2 separate regions of the Triticum aestivum genome follow, and region 1 is linked to region 2. The links are chromatin contacts, called in public Hi-C maps. All regions are on one chromosome and are shown on one strand. Each heading gives the region's core, a stretch centred on a gene start, on an enhancer-like site or on the middle of the called end of the contact. The rest is flanking DNA. Distances are from core to core; before and after follow the strand shown.

Evidence for each region. Hi-C and Micro-C count contacts between places; a contact is called where the count stands out from the background.
Region 1: a Hi-C map of leaf shows a contact between it and region 2, with 3 times the contacts expected there. The contact joins the promoter of LOC123051562 here to the enhancer-like site in region 2. A contact is called at or near these places in 3 of 5 Hi-C or Micro-C datasets (all in leaf) and 1 of 1 datasets of contacts at active chromatin or transcription factors (leaf).

Annotation. Positions count from the first base shown.
Region 1 is chr2D:61,504,553-61,511,928 of IWGSC CS RefSeq v2.1, reverse strand. LOC123051562 (CBL-interacting protein kinase 2) reads right to left here and starts at 4,584. Exons shown (of 2, transcript XM_044474470.1): 1 at 4,286-4,584; 2 at 1,630-3,513. The coding sequence starts at 3,184. The coding sequence ends at 1,814.
Region 2 is chr2D:61,344,896-61,352,160 of IWGSC CS RefSeq v2.1, reverse strand. No RefSeq gene overlaps it. Among protein-coding and RNA genes, the nearest start is that of LOC123051561, 61 kb to the right of the region's middle. Within about 2 kb of position 4,185, at least 1 of the 8 cell types and tissues checked has an H3K27ac peak or open chromatin away from gene starts, as enhancers often do. A contact at or near this core is called in leaf, where this site is marked.

The DNA of each region.
Region 1 (7,376 bases), core at 3,335-5,834, 160 kb before region 2:
TTCAGCCTAGTAGAGAATGTTCTGGAGAGATAGATCTTGTCGTTGGTTGGGTTTGGAGGTGGTGCACCGCTCACCCATGGCGAAAACAACAGGCAGACCATGGTGGTTTGATTGTTAGCAAGAGGTGAAAGAATCAGGCAAAAGAGTTTTTGACGCTACACAAAATTGTTCGTCCATGTGTCAAGGAAGTCTGTCTGCATGTGGAAGACTTTCTTACACATGTTTGTACAAGTTGCAATCACTTTTCTTGTTCTAACTTTGAAGTAAGAGGTCAAACTGTACTTCATAGATTATCCTTTTTTCATCGCTGTTTTACATAAAACAGAGCTGGCCACATAATACCTGAACTCTCTGGAGATTAAACTTGACGAGTTTATCTCTCTACCAAATTGCTAGAGGATAACAAGCAAAAAATTGAATCTCAAAACTTCAGGTTCATCACTCACATCACACCTACCGGTCAATTCAATCATTCAGTTAGGTGGACTGAACTTTGGACTACAAATGCAGGAAACAACTACTACAGTCTACAGCAATTCCCGGGTCTTTGGCTCAGGTGCTTCTACGCAGTAATCTGCACCAGCCTTTAGTCTGGAATCTTATTCAGCATCTTGCTGGCTTTTGTAGCTGTAAAATAATGCCACCTGCAACAGTTCTCAAACTGCAAAATGTTGCACCTGGCACAGCGTGGAAACTACTCCCACTTTAACTTTACAGAGGGAGTACTGCTTTAAGTTTTCCTCTTTGTATCTGTGAAGCAAGAGGGCATCTGGAACTCTATTTCTCCTTGATAAAGATTGTAACCGTGAAGCAAGAGGGTTTTCTGCCTTTTCTTTTCTATTTCTCCAAACCCACGAGGGAGGAAACAACTACAGGAATATGCCCGAATCTCGCCTCAGGTGCTTCTGCGCAGCGATCGGCACAGTACTGTTCTTAATCAGTAGTAGTATCTTCATAGCTGTAAATCGTCTACAAATCAATCATTCAGTTAGGTGGACTGAATTTTGGACTACAAATGGAGGAAACAATCAAACAACTACAGTCTACAGCGATTCCCGAATCTTTGCCTCAGGTGCTTCTGCGCAGTAAGCAATCTGTACCAGCCTGTAGTCTGAATCTTATTCAACATCTTGCTAGCTTTTGTAGCTGTAAAATAATGCCACCTACAACAGTTCTCAAATTGCAAAATGTTGCACCTGTCACAGCGTGGAAACTACTGCTTTAAGTTTTCCTCTTTGTATCTGTGGAGCAAGAGGGTATCTGGAATTTTGGACTACAAAGTTTTCAATCACTAGTTGTATCTTCATAGCTGTAAAATAATGCTACTGCTTCCTACCCTTTGCAAGTGGCTACATAGAACAAATCTTTCAATTTGTCTCTGGCCCATATCATGCTGTCTACAAAACCATATCTCTTCGGCCTTTAGGTAAAGTCCGTTAGCTACCCACCAAAGAAGATTTTAATATGTCACCCTCTAGAGTTCTCAGATCACAAGAATGGTGGATCTAATCATGATGCATGTCAAAGTTAAACAGTAACAAGGCCGAGATCAATTCTTGAGCAAAAGAACACCTCCCGTACACAAACGCACTGTCCTTGGAAAGACTTTTTGAACAATGACTTGGCATCTGTTCTGAAGACACCATGCTTTTAAATAAATCTTCATCGAAAGATGATAACTGAAGTTTACACAGACATCACTAGGGGAATGCAAACGAATAGCAAACATGGATAATAAAAATTACAGAAACACACGGACGCCTGGTAATTGATTGCCTCGAGTTGCAAAATGTTGCACCTGGCACAGTTCTTCTTAACATGGTTGCTGCTGTGGCTGCGGCTGCGGCTGCGGCTGCTGCTCGCCTTGCCACGCCCAGACTATGTCCTTGAGCGCTGGCCTCATCTCCTGGTTCAAGACCTTCTGGTACTCGATAGTATCACCGTTTGTCTTCTTCAACTCCACGAGATGGAAGTCAGGGGTGACCTCAAATATCTCAGCATCAATGGACATCACACCTTTCCTTCCAGGCTTGAAGCTTTCCATCCTCATCATGCCACCATCTTTCTTGACGAGCTTCAGTCGCATGCACTTTGCGATGTCCTCGATCTTTGACACGATCGTCGAAGCCGAGTTGGTGGATGTGAACTTGGACTCCCTCTTCTTGTCATTGTCCTCAAACATACCGGAGAGGTCGAGTCCAGTTGAGAGGGAGATTATATCAAAAGCATTCAAGTTGGAGAGCTTTTTTGCTTCTTGTTCCTTGCCCTCTGTTGCTGAGTTGCTGCAGCTCAAGGAATCAGAAGTCGCAGTCATGTCAGCAGCAGGAACGGCATCTTTTGCTTGTAAATTGTATCTGAGCAGCTTTGCATCTAGACCCTTCCTGAACCAAGGATGTTCCATGATTCTCTCAATCGAGATCCTTGTGCTGGGGTTAGGATCAAGAATCCTTAGCAGAAGCCTTCGAATGTCTGAAGAGAACCAACTCGGGCATTTGAACTCTGCTTTCCCAATCTTCTTATACATATTCATCAGATTCTTATCTTGGAAAGGGAGATACCCAGCCAAAAGCACAAAGAGGATCACCCCGCATGACCAGATGTCAGCCTTGGCGCCGTCATAGCCTTTCCTATTGATTACTTCAGGAGCAACATAAGCAGGCGTACCACAGGATGTGTGGAGCAACCCGTCAAGCCTTCTGCATTCAGAAATGGTACTGAGACCGAAATCTGAAACTTTCAGGTTGCTGTTCTCATCAAGAAGAAGGTTCTCAGGCTTCAAATCACGGTGATAGACGCCCCTGCTGTGACAAAAGTCAACCGCGCAGATCAGCTGCTGGAAGTACTTCCTTGCAGCATCTTCCTTGAGCCTTCCTCTCTGAACCTTGTTAAACAGCTCACCACCCTTCACATGCTCCAACACAAAGTAAATCTTTGTTTTGGTCGCCATGACCTCATACATCTGAACAATGTTTGGGTGCTTCACCAGCTTCATCACAGAGATCTCGCGCTTGATCTGATCCGTGAGCCCGCCCTTCAGAACCTTCTCCTTGTCGGTCACCTTGATGGCAACGCTCTGCGAGGTCTCGATGTTGCGGGCATGGTAGACCTTGGCAAAGGTCCCCTGCCCGAGCATCTTCCCCATCTCGTACTTCCCCATCAGAATATTCCCCTTCTGCTCTCCCATGACGGCAGGCAGATGTATGCTACGCACACAGAACAGCAGCAGCGAACCCGAACCTTGCAAGGGAGCCTGCGGGCGCTAGATAGCCTCAACCGTCCCCTCCGAGGTGGTAATCTAAGATGATGGTTGAGATGCCACGTCGAACCCCATTGTGCAGAAGCACATGGAAGAAGAGGTGTGTTGTGTGCTGCTGTGAAGCGGTGTCATCAAGGTCAATCAAAGCAGGAACAGGGGTGGCTACCCTGCCGATTCCCTCGCAAGGTAGCTCTCTAGCATGCAAACACATCTCTCTGCATTCCCTAAGATGGTTCCTCCTTGTGGAAATCCAGGTACTGTCAATCAAGAAAGTAAAGGCATAACGTTAGCCATGGAGCAATCTGTAGTGGAGACAAATCATTCCGAAACTAGAAGATTCTTCTATATGCAGAAGAAGGGAAAAATCCCGAAATTAGAAGATTGTTCTATATGCAGAAGATGGGAAAATAAATCTCTTCCGCATACAGGACCACAAGCATATCATACCATAGAAAGTCGGAAACGAACGAAAAGCTAACTTGCATCCCTTAGCCGGATTAAGAGGGGTCTAAACTGCCATCAGATGCGTCCCTTAGCCCGATTAAGAGGCGTCTAAACTCCAACCAGATGCGTCTCTCAGCCGGATTATTAAGAGTGGTGTAAACTGCAATCAACCAGATGCGGTTGTCCAACTTTCTATGGCACCTAGCTGATGGATCTGTTTATCTCCGCGCATAACCAACCTATCACGCCAAAACTTTCTCACTGCCAAAACAGAGGAGACAAGGCCCGGAAACGCGCATCTGACCAAGGAGCTAAACGAGGCAACCGGCACGAACGAACAACAGGAGAAGGAGAAGGACTATCTCCGCTCTGCACATAGAAATCTACTGCCAACTCCCGAGGAAAAAACAGGTGTTTCAGAGACCGCAGACGCACCAAATCGACGAGCCCCCTAGAGCCTAGATGACATGTTTCGGCCCGCTAGATGACATGCCTCGCGCACACAGGTCGCAGACGACGAATCACTACCAAACATAGGGACTGCACTGGAACCGAAGACAGAAGCAGGGAGGCGTGAGTCCGTACCAGATCCCGGCGGCTGGCGACGCGAACGGAACCGCAGCAGCAGCCCCGGAGGTGGCTAGATCCCTTCCCTTCCTCCGCGAAGAATCGGCAGCGCTCGCGAGGAGGGCGGCGGGGTAGGTCTAGGGGAGGGAGGAGGGAGGAGGCGGATGCGTGGGCGGCGGGGCTGGGAGACGGCGGAGTGGTGGCAGATTTGCGGCTCTTCTGTTGGGGGTGGGAGGTTGAGTTTGTTTCTTCCTTTTTCTAGAGTCTGGTGTGGTGCGAGGGAGAGTGTTGTGCGGCGAAAGGTTCAGCTTGAGAGGCGGCTCCGTTTTATACGCGCCGCGGCGGCCAACCCCCCGCCCGCTAGGGATGGATGGATCCGTTCTCGCCGAGAGGGAGAGATATTCCTGCCCCGCAAACCGCCCACCCACCGCCCGCAGCTGTGGGCCGGTAAAATTACGTCCCCGCGGGGCCCGCCAATAATGCGCTGGCCTGTCCGCTGCTGCGACGGACGGACGGACCAAATTAGATCGGCCCGCTGCACCCTCCCACGGCCCTCCTCCGCCGTCCGTTCGGCCAACGAACCGGGTTTCGTATGTCTACGTGTGGATCCCGTGCCTGGCCCTTGTTTTACGTGCGTGATGCTACTCCATAATTGTAGGGTCGCAGCCAAGGATCTTCTTGACCCGCGGCTGTAATTTCTTGCGGATTTTGTAGCAAAGCTCTAGCTGGCCCGATCGTGCTAGATGGCAATGTGCCAGCTTCGAAATCGAAACATCGGGGAATAATACTACTGTTTTTCCTTAGGGGAATAATAGTAATAGTACTGTTGAGTGGCGAAATCCAAAGTATTTACTAGCGCCAGATTTGCCCGCAAGAAGAGTAATAAATAAATAAAGACGCTACGGCGCAACGCGGCCCTACGCCGTCCGATCGGCATGCCTGAGGTCACGAGGATGCCATGGCTAACATGGGGTCGTACGGCCCGTCGCGCCTTAGTAATCTCCAAAGGAAATTTCGCCACTGAGGTCTACGCAGCACGTGGGAGAGATTATCGAAGCACGCACGAATCGGTCCGCCCGCGTAGCCATGTGCCGACCGCCCAGCGCTTCGTATCAGCGATTCGCATCAGCTAGCGGTGCGCGCAGGAGGGAGGAAGGGAAGGAAAGCGAGAGGGAGGAGGAAGAGGCCAAAGCAAAACACGGCGCCTCCTCGTGCCCGGCCGTAAAAGCCCACCTCCCATCGTCCCGGCTAAGTTAGGCACGAGAAAGCGTCACGGTCGGGGCCAACAAACGTACACAATCAGTGGAAAATGGGACGTCCAATCCCCTCCCACGCCCGTAAAGGCGATGTGTTTTGCTTAGAATAGTGGCATTATTATTCCGGTGGCTCGCTTGGAGCCTTGCAGCCCATGCATGGCGTCGAGAGACCGGAGGCATATATGCGACGATATGCATGCAGTGTTGTTGCTCGATCCGTCTCAGGGCGACTCCTTCCAACAGACGGGGGCAAGAGCAATGATGCTATGCTTATTTTACGATATCTTTGGCACACAGAGTGGTCAATGCTGCTGCTAGTATTTTAGCACGAATTATGGAGGCTAGAAAATTGGCAAATCATCCCCGGCCGGGACGGACGGCTAGGCTAGGCTAGAGCGGAGCAGATAGCTTTTTGGAGAACCAATGAGACATAGAATATGCGTGCACTCCGGCGGCCCGGCCAAGCAATGTGGTGATGATGTAGTACGGTACGTTCTTCATCGCTTCCTACACCTGTCCTCCAGTCCAGTCGGTGCTACCCCCAACTACAAGCCTCATTATTAGAAAGCTACATTTTCGGTGAAGTGGACTTTCAGAGAAGCATTCTCTTTTCCACTCGAATAGCTTTTCCTTTTTCGGTTTGTCATCGACTATGGGAAAGAGGTTTTCGTAACATACTATGTATTTTGCGGCAATCCACACTTTAAAAGAAAAATGGGTCAATCTTCTATATGTGCCACATGTTGTCTTGAAAGCATGACTCATGTTCACGCCAGGGTGCCTTCTGTTTTTGTGGCCAAGTTTGCCCTACCAAAATTTTGAGGTGTTGCTTTTCCATGATTTCACTAAAGAACTAGTGAGGGGCTAAAGAAGCATTGAGGGCATCTTCAAAGTTGACGTCGAAAACGGACATGGTATACGGGGTCGGCCATCTAACACTATGCCTCAAAGGTCTACCTTTGTTATTATTTTTTAATATCAAAGACAAGTGTAGTGTGGATTTGGGTGGAGTGATGGTCATTTTACAGCATATGCTAGCCTTTCACCAAATGCTATACACCGTGCCAAATGCTAATCAAGTACACCTTTCGCCAAATGTGTAGTACCATTTTCATAGCTTCCGTCAAATGCTAATCATCTCCTAGTACACCTTGCACCAAAGGGTCCAAGTGCTAATCACCTTCCAGTACACCTTTGGCCAAATGCCTTTGGTCATTTTCAACGCTTCCGCCAAATGCACAAATGCTAATCACCTTTAAGATGCCAGCCTTCCGCCAACTTAATTATCTTTCACAGCGGGTTCCGCCATCCGAACGAAGAGGAAGAAGGGTACATGGTGGCTTTTGGTTCATTGTGTGGACATCCGGACTCCCGCAAAGTCCCACTGGTTTACTTCCGGTTTGCGGATTTTTGGTGATGCCCTAACATGCCGAAAAAAGTTAGCAGTAATCTGGACAACAACAATGTTTTGATCATGGCCTAAAATTTGACAGGGTAGATTTTGTTGGCTATCCAAGCATGGCATAGATATCTTCACTCCCATCCGCGTCCGAAAACAAAGCTTACACATCGCCCCGTGAAGAACTCGCGTGCCAACCGGTAGGGAGTTTGAGGTGGCCTGTAGCCGTAGGTACGCGTACCGGCACTAGCACGCGAGGGTGTTGGCGTCGGCGTACTAACCAAAGTATGGAGTAGCTTAACCATCACTGATGACATGGCCTAATCGTGGGACTCTCGTTCTATTCATTTCTTGTACGCTTCGCTCGTCCAGATCGGTTGCCAAAGCCGTGACGACTGACGGCTACTAAGGACGAGCTAGCTAGCTGTTGATCATGCATTATTAGAGGCTACGG
Region 2 (7,265 bases), core at 2,936-5,435:
TGGACTTGTGGAGATGTGTCGAAGAATGGCTCACCCATAGTGGAGTATGGGGGAGCAATGAACTAGTCTTCATCGAGCCAACGCAATCAAGAAAGGTGGTCCAACTTGAGGGAGTCACGATCATCATCATCTAGCTCAAGTGGACTATGTGCAAGGCAAAGGTTTGCCCTTGATAAGTTTTCTATTTTATTGGTCTCATGGTGGTAGTTGTGACCTGGTTATAGGATCGATTGTCGTACTATCAAGGGGGCTCTCAAGTTACTAGCTTGATCGTATCGTTCGTAGAGAGCTCAAAACATTGCATCCTTGCATCATCTTTCTTGGTTCTTGTTTGGTGTTTCTCCTTGTGAGTTTTAGAGCTTATGGTCATCTTCATGACAAGCTCGAGTTCATCGAAAATGGAGTTTACATGCATTTTCTATGATGTTGGAGATTATGACGGTTCTTCTCGGTTGGTCGTTGTTGGATGCTACTCATCATCTTCTATTCTTCAAGCTTGAGTTTGCTCAATTCGGAGCTCATCTGCAGAAGTTGTGGAAGTTCTGGTTTTCCTGGAGCATCCGTTTTGCTTGGAAGTGGAATTGGGAGGCGCCAGCGGTAGTATCGCGGCCCCGGAGCGGCAGTACCGCTGTTTCACAACGGTAGTACCGCCCACGGCCACAGGCGGTAGTACGGCTTCGGTTCCGCGCTAGTACTGCCTGGACTCGAGACCTGTGTGTCTCGTGTCGGGTTTAGTGGTAGTAGCAGCGGTAGTAGGAGCGGTAGTACCGCTTGTCGGTGGTAGTACCGCCCCTACTACCGCTACTAGTGCCACCCAATGGCCCTCCTCTCCGTTCCTTCTCCCGTAGGCGCTGGGCGAGGTCCCAATGGTAGTACCGTTGGGCCGAGCGGCAGTACCGCCGCGGCCAGCGGTAGTACCGCCTGCTACGGGCTGAGGATGGGGATAACGGTTGGATTTTTCCCCACCTATAAAAGGGGGTCTTCTTCCCCTTTGAGCCTCATCTCTTGAGCTCGTGTTCTTCCCCCATTGTTGATCTTCTTCAAGCTCGCTAACTCTCAACCCCTCCATGGATTCTTGCTAGTTTTGGGGGGGAAGAGAGAGGAGATCTAGATCCACATTTTGCCAATCACTTTCTCCTCTTTGTGAGGGGAACCCCTTGGATCTAGATCTTGGAGTTCTTGGTGTTGTCCTTCTTGTTCTTCCTCTCTTCTTCCTCCATAGCTTTCATTGCTTTAGTGGGATTTGAGAGTGAGGGACCTGGGCACTCCGTGTGCCCTTGCCATTGCATTTGTTGCATCAGTTTGAGTTCTACACGGTGATACGTGGAAGTTACAAGTTGAGAAGCTTATTACTCTTGGGTGCCTGGTACCCTTGAGCTTGTTCCTCTTGGGTGCTTGGGAGCCCTAGACGGTTGATGGTGTTCGGAGCTCAATCATTGTGGTGTAAAGCTCCGGGCAAGCGTCGGGGTCTCCAACTAGGTTGTGGAGATTGCCCCGAGCAATTTGACGGGTACTGGTGACCGCCCCCAAGGGTTGCCAAAGTGTACGGGTTCGGTGACCGCCCCCAAGGGTTGCCATTTGTACGGGTTCGGTGACCTCCCTCAAGGGTCCCTTAGTGGAATCACGGCATCTTGCATTGTGCGAGGGCGTGAGGAGATTACGGTGGGCCTAGTGGCTTCTTGGGGAGCATTGTGCCTCCACACCGCTCCAAACAGAGATTAGCATCCGCAAGGGTGTGAACTTCGGGATACATCATCGTCTCCGCGTGCCTCAGTTATCTCTTACCCGAGCCCTTTACTTATGCACTTTATTTTGTGATAGCCATAGTGTTTCATGTTATATATCTTGCTATCACATAGTTGTTTATCTTTCTTAGCATAAGTTGTTGGTGCACATATGTGAGCCTAGTTGTTGTAGGTTTTTTGCTTGACAAATTAACCGCTAGGTTTATTCCGCATTTGTTCAAGCCTAAACCATAATTATTTTTAAGCGCCTATTAACCCTCCCCCTCTAGGCGACATCCTCGATCTTTCATTCTCTGTTATCTTGGCCGCCGCCCCTTCTCGCTTCACCTTCTCCTCCTCCAACTTCTTTACCCAGAAACCTCTTTTAACCTTCTTCGGAGGCTCGTGTGTTGGGTTGGTTGGATCACCAATTTCTTCCTCGGTGCCCATGTAGGCGGTCTTGGCGGAGTTGACAATAAGTACCTTCCACTTGGGTTGCCCATTCAACTTGAACCAACAATGCATGAGGATGAAATTCTTCTTCTCCATCTTCATGAACGAATTGCACGCACGGGAAGGCTACAAATTAAAACATTCCCAACAATTTTCGATCCGGCCAAATGACCTAAACATAGATCATATCCGGTCAACAATTTGCATATCCGGCCAAATGATCAACACACTTGTTTGCTCAGAGATTTGGGCACCACTTGGACACCGTCCGATGAGTTGCTTCAAGTGGCCGCAATAATTAGACACGGAATCTTGGATGATGTACCATTGATGGTTCATAGAATCCACCAAATGGTTGTGGATGAGTTCATCGGTGTAGGGCTCGAAATGCTTGTGCTCATGGAACCAAGTGTGAATATTGGCCCAAAATGTTGATCCCTTTTGCTCTATGCCATGGATCGGATCCATGCGAGTGACCAACCACGCATCGCACAACTACTGGTCCTCCCTCATGTTGAAGCTTTCTTCTCTACCCCGTTTCTTTGGATCGGTAGCAAATTCATCTGGATCAAGGTCCTCGTCACCGTCCTCCTCCCGCTCCTACTACCGGAGGCCCAATCTGGCTATGTGCCTGATTGTGTGTACGTGCCCAACAGGGTGTATGTGCCTGGGTGCATGGACTCTGATTCATCCACCTGAATGTCCTCGCTCAAACATATGTGTGTCCACGTTGTCGTACACCGACTCACCCTCTTGACACAGGTCGGTTGTGATAGCCTGACTTATTAGGGGTGATAGACTACTCATATCAATAAGGAATTCCTTCTTTTCCGGAAGCCCATTCAAACAGAACTCCAAAGTTAAGCGTGCTCAGCTTGGAGTAATTTCAGGATGGGTGACTGACCGGGAAGTTGCTCTCGGGTGTGCACGAGTGAGGACAAAGTGCGCAGAAAAGACTAGTATTGATCTGTGGGGCCAGTCTAGATCCCGCCAGGAGTAATGACCACCGGCGGGTGTGTCCTAGATCCCGCCAGGAGTAACGACCACCGGCGGGTGTGTCCGTGGCGTTACATCGGCGAACAGCGTGCAGGCACCGAGTTGCTCCACCCCGACGTCCGTGACCGAATAGGTTGCGACGATGCAGACTCCGAGAAAAGCAGCGGCACGTTGTTGATGTCGACATAGTAAGGCGCGGATGACTGGGACTGTCTACCGAGCTGTTGGGCGGCATAGAAGTAGGGAGCCTTATATTGCTTCAGCCAGGGCGGCGTCTGCACGAACGGCGACGGTGGCGGCGCCCAGTCTCCGCGGTCCCGCCCTGCACCAGAACCGCCGCTGGCACCACAACCACCACCTCTGTCGCCCTTCTTCTTTTTGAGCCGTGTCGCCTTTGCCTTTTGTTAGAGCCAGCGATCTCGCCGTGTCGCCAAGTTGATCTTGCAGGCGGTAGCTTTTGCCAGATCCTCCACCGCAGTCTCCGACAGCTTTTCATATGAGTCCTTAATGCGGGAGCGACAGTGAAAAAGGGCGGGAATTGGGGTGGAGAGCAGGGGATGGAAGAGGAGAGATTTGAGAAAGAGTGATTACGAGCGGGCTTCGGCGTCAGTTTTGGGTGGCTAGGGGTGTCGGAATCCTACGTGGCCGTCCGGACTCTTGCGAAGCCTCTTGTTTGGTTCCAGTTTACGTAAGACGAAAGTCCGAACTGGTCCGCGGATGGATTTGGAACTCCATTGGATGGCTTAAGGGTCCGGACGGAAGTGGGAGGTTTGAAGGTCTTTGTTGAAGATGCCTAAGATTTAATATACACCCTTGCATGACGCAGACAAACTCTCGAATTGTACCGATAATCCATCGTGTGGAGTGCAGAGATGCCCAGCCGTCGTCGCTTGCGAGCAAGGAGAACAAACACCGGCCACGTCATACGGACGACCTCTGGTTGACTGCGTGATCAGATACTCGGCTGACGCACACGGGGCGACGTGGCGAGGCTGGGTAAGCTGGTTCTAATACCGTGGGCCCGGCCCATATCGCAGCTTGACACCTGTACCCTTGGGTGTCCCCTGAGGCTGACCCTTGCACTGCTCACCATCATACATTCACAAAATAACACCGGTACTGAATCACACCTCATGCCTGGAAATGCATTTCGGGTGAACTAAGCATCACAAATTCTTAAATATAATTAGCTTACTTTTTGTTGACAAAATCAAAAGGAATATGCAGGCCAGTAAGGGAGCACCTAATTGCTACTCTTGTTCTCTTGCTCGTTTTCCTCAATGAGAACGTGATCACTATTTTGCCGGTCAAAATAGTCTGTGGACAGAACAACGGCGTGCTTGCTGATCGATCAGTGACCTCGGATCAGATCGATGCCTGGATAGGTGCACTGTTTCAGAGTAAGTGCAGGCTTTTTCCATGAAACTTCTGCACACTGCTGGCTTTGGGAGATTGAACCATTCCCTACCACGAGATGATAAGATTATGAAACGGGCAGAACCAGCGGCGGGGGAGAGACCCTGTCATTTTCCAAAGCTTAGACTAATGGACTCACCTAACCAGACATACATTAGCGACAGAGGAATCAAATGGCAGTCCTAATCCTGTTGGCCAAGGTTGGACTTCTTTTTTCAATGGTTACCTGTCTGAATCGGTGATCAGAAAATTACAATTGGCTGGGAAATATCTGTTCTACTTTATAGTTCAGGCCTAATACAGACATGCGCTGAGCTTTCACTATGGTGTAGAAAAGCCTTTGCTCCAATGGTGTCGCGTTCCGGAGGCTATATACAGTGAAGCAGTGTTGTTGATTTGTAACCACAAATGAGGTACAGCCAAGCATTGTAGGAAACCTAAATTGTATAATGTTCTATCAGCATCAGCATATCTATGCTTACATCACTGCAGAATCCTGAAAATGCAGCGTATATGCATATTCTAGTAAGTGGAAATAAAATGAGAACAGAAAAATTGCCTTGGAGAGCAGGGGATAGCACTGCGAATTGGCCCTTCGGAAATAAAAATAAGAACAGTTCAAAGTTAGAGAAGAAGTGCTCCTAAGATTGTTACCCACCGGCCAAAGGCACATGGGTCCTGGTGCTTTCCTAATATACTGTCCTTTCCTGGTGCTTTCACCTGAAGCAAGCAATTTGCTATGCTCCTCAAACTAAACAAAGATTCAGTCAAAAAAAAAAAAACTAAACAAAGACAAGTAATTCTCCAAACTCACGAGTTGCTGCCACATGCTGATTGATTGTGATTAAGAAAAGGAAAGCCAAAAGGAATTTAAGTGCTACCAAAACAACCATCTCTCTTATGCTGAGTATGATGGACTACTAACTCCATAATTGCTGTTGTTTAATCCTGCTTTGCCCTCTGAAGCAGCTAGTCTCAACTGGAGCAGGCTCCTACTAGTATATTCCAACACCAAATCATCACTTGCATGCTGCAATATGCAAGACAAGAATATACAAACTGTCTGGTGCACTTCGATTCAGCGAGAGTTTGCCGGTTTGTCCCCAAGAAAACTTGGCAGCTTTGGTGGCCAATTGTTTCGTCCAACGACTTAAACAATTGGGTCCCATAATAGATTTGTTTAAGGATGCCTAACTTCTCGCCATACACGTAGAAGATTCTCTTCATCAAAAGATAAGTATTTGCCATTTGATAAGATTTCTTTAGACAATCTAGAAGCATAATCGCGTAAAAATTATACACATAATTGCGTCTACTAAATTAAAACAGGTGAGGCGAGCAGGTCAGCAAACATAGAGTCAAATCGTGTCTCCTACCCTGTTTTTATTAAGGAGCATGGTTTTGCGGCTGTTGCCTTCATCGTCTTTGGCTGCAAATATGGCTGTCGTTTAGGTCAGCACCGGCTCTTCACATCCACAGCCATGCTCCCATGCTACAGAAGTAATGTACTACTCCTTCCGTAAAGAAATATAAGAGTGTTTAGATCCCTGCTCTAGTGATCTAGCCACATTTCAAAGAAAATAGCCACATGGAATTATGGACACATACTGAAACATTTTTTAGAATTGGAAACTCTATGGATTTTTTTAGGGGGCGGAAACTGGATGGATGGTGCTGTTAGGGTTTGCCCGCTGATCAAGAGGACCAAGTAATCTAATACTTCTGGCCTTAATTTGGTCCAGGCAAGTTAAAGATTGTAAGCCCATTTTCCGACATATGGCTTTTGTTGTACGTGTTTTCGATGAACAATAAGCACCTTAATAATGTAAGCTCAAAAAATAAAGAACTAACTTATAAGAACGTAAAATGCTATGTCTCCCGAGTGCACCTGCTATGAACTTAGGCATTTCCTAATTGGCGCTTCAGGCACCCGTTATAGTGCATTTAGCAAACGGGTGTACACCCCCTCCTGCGAGCTGGGCTGGCCCATCAATTTTTTTTCTTTTTTTAAAATGCTAAAAAAACTGCCCACGTGGGAATCAAACCCGTGACTTCTTATTTCTTTTTACTTTTTTCGTTTCTTACTTCTTATTTCTTGTTCCTTTTTGCTCTTTTCGACCTATTTTTTTGGTTTTTTAATTTCTTTTTCTAACTTTTGTTCCTTTTGCTAAATGCGCAAACTTTTTCCAATTTCATGAACTCTTTTTTCAAAATCGATGATTTTTTTAAATAGATGAACTACTTTTCACATCCATGAACCCTTTTTTTCAACAGCGATTTTTTTTCAAATGTATGAATTCCGTTAAAAGTTGACAATTTTTTAAAAGAAATAATCAGCGAACTTTTTTAGAAATCGATGAACTTTTTTCATATTCGTTGAACTTTCTTCAAAATGGATGAAACTTTTTCAAAATGGTTGAACTTTTTCAAATTGGTTGAATTTCCCTCAATTTGATAAACTTTTTTCAAACTGGTGAACTTTTTTAGAAATTTTGACCTTCTTTTGAAATTCGATGAACTTTTTTCAATTTCGACGAACTTTTTTCAAATTCATGAATGTAAAATTTGTGAACTTTTTTGAATATTTTGAAAATTCAACACAGTCAACTACAAGAGGTCAAAGGTTAAATGCTCAAGTGATGCCCAAGTTTTTTTTTTAGTATCAACTGATGCCCG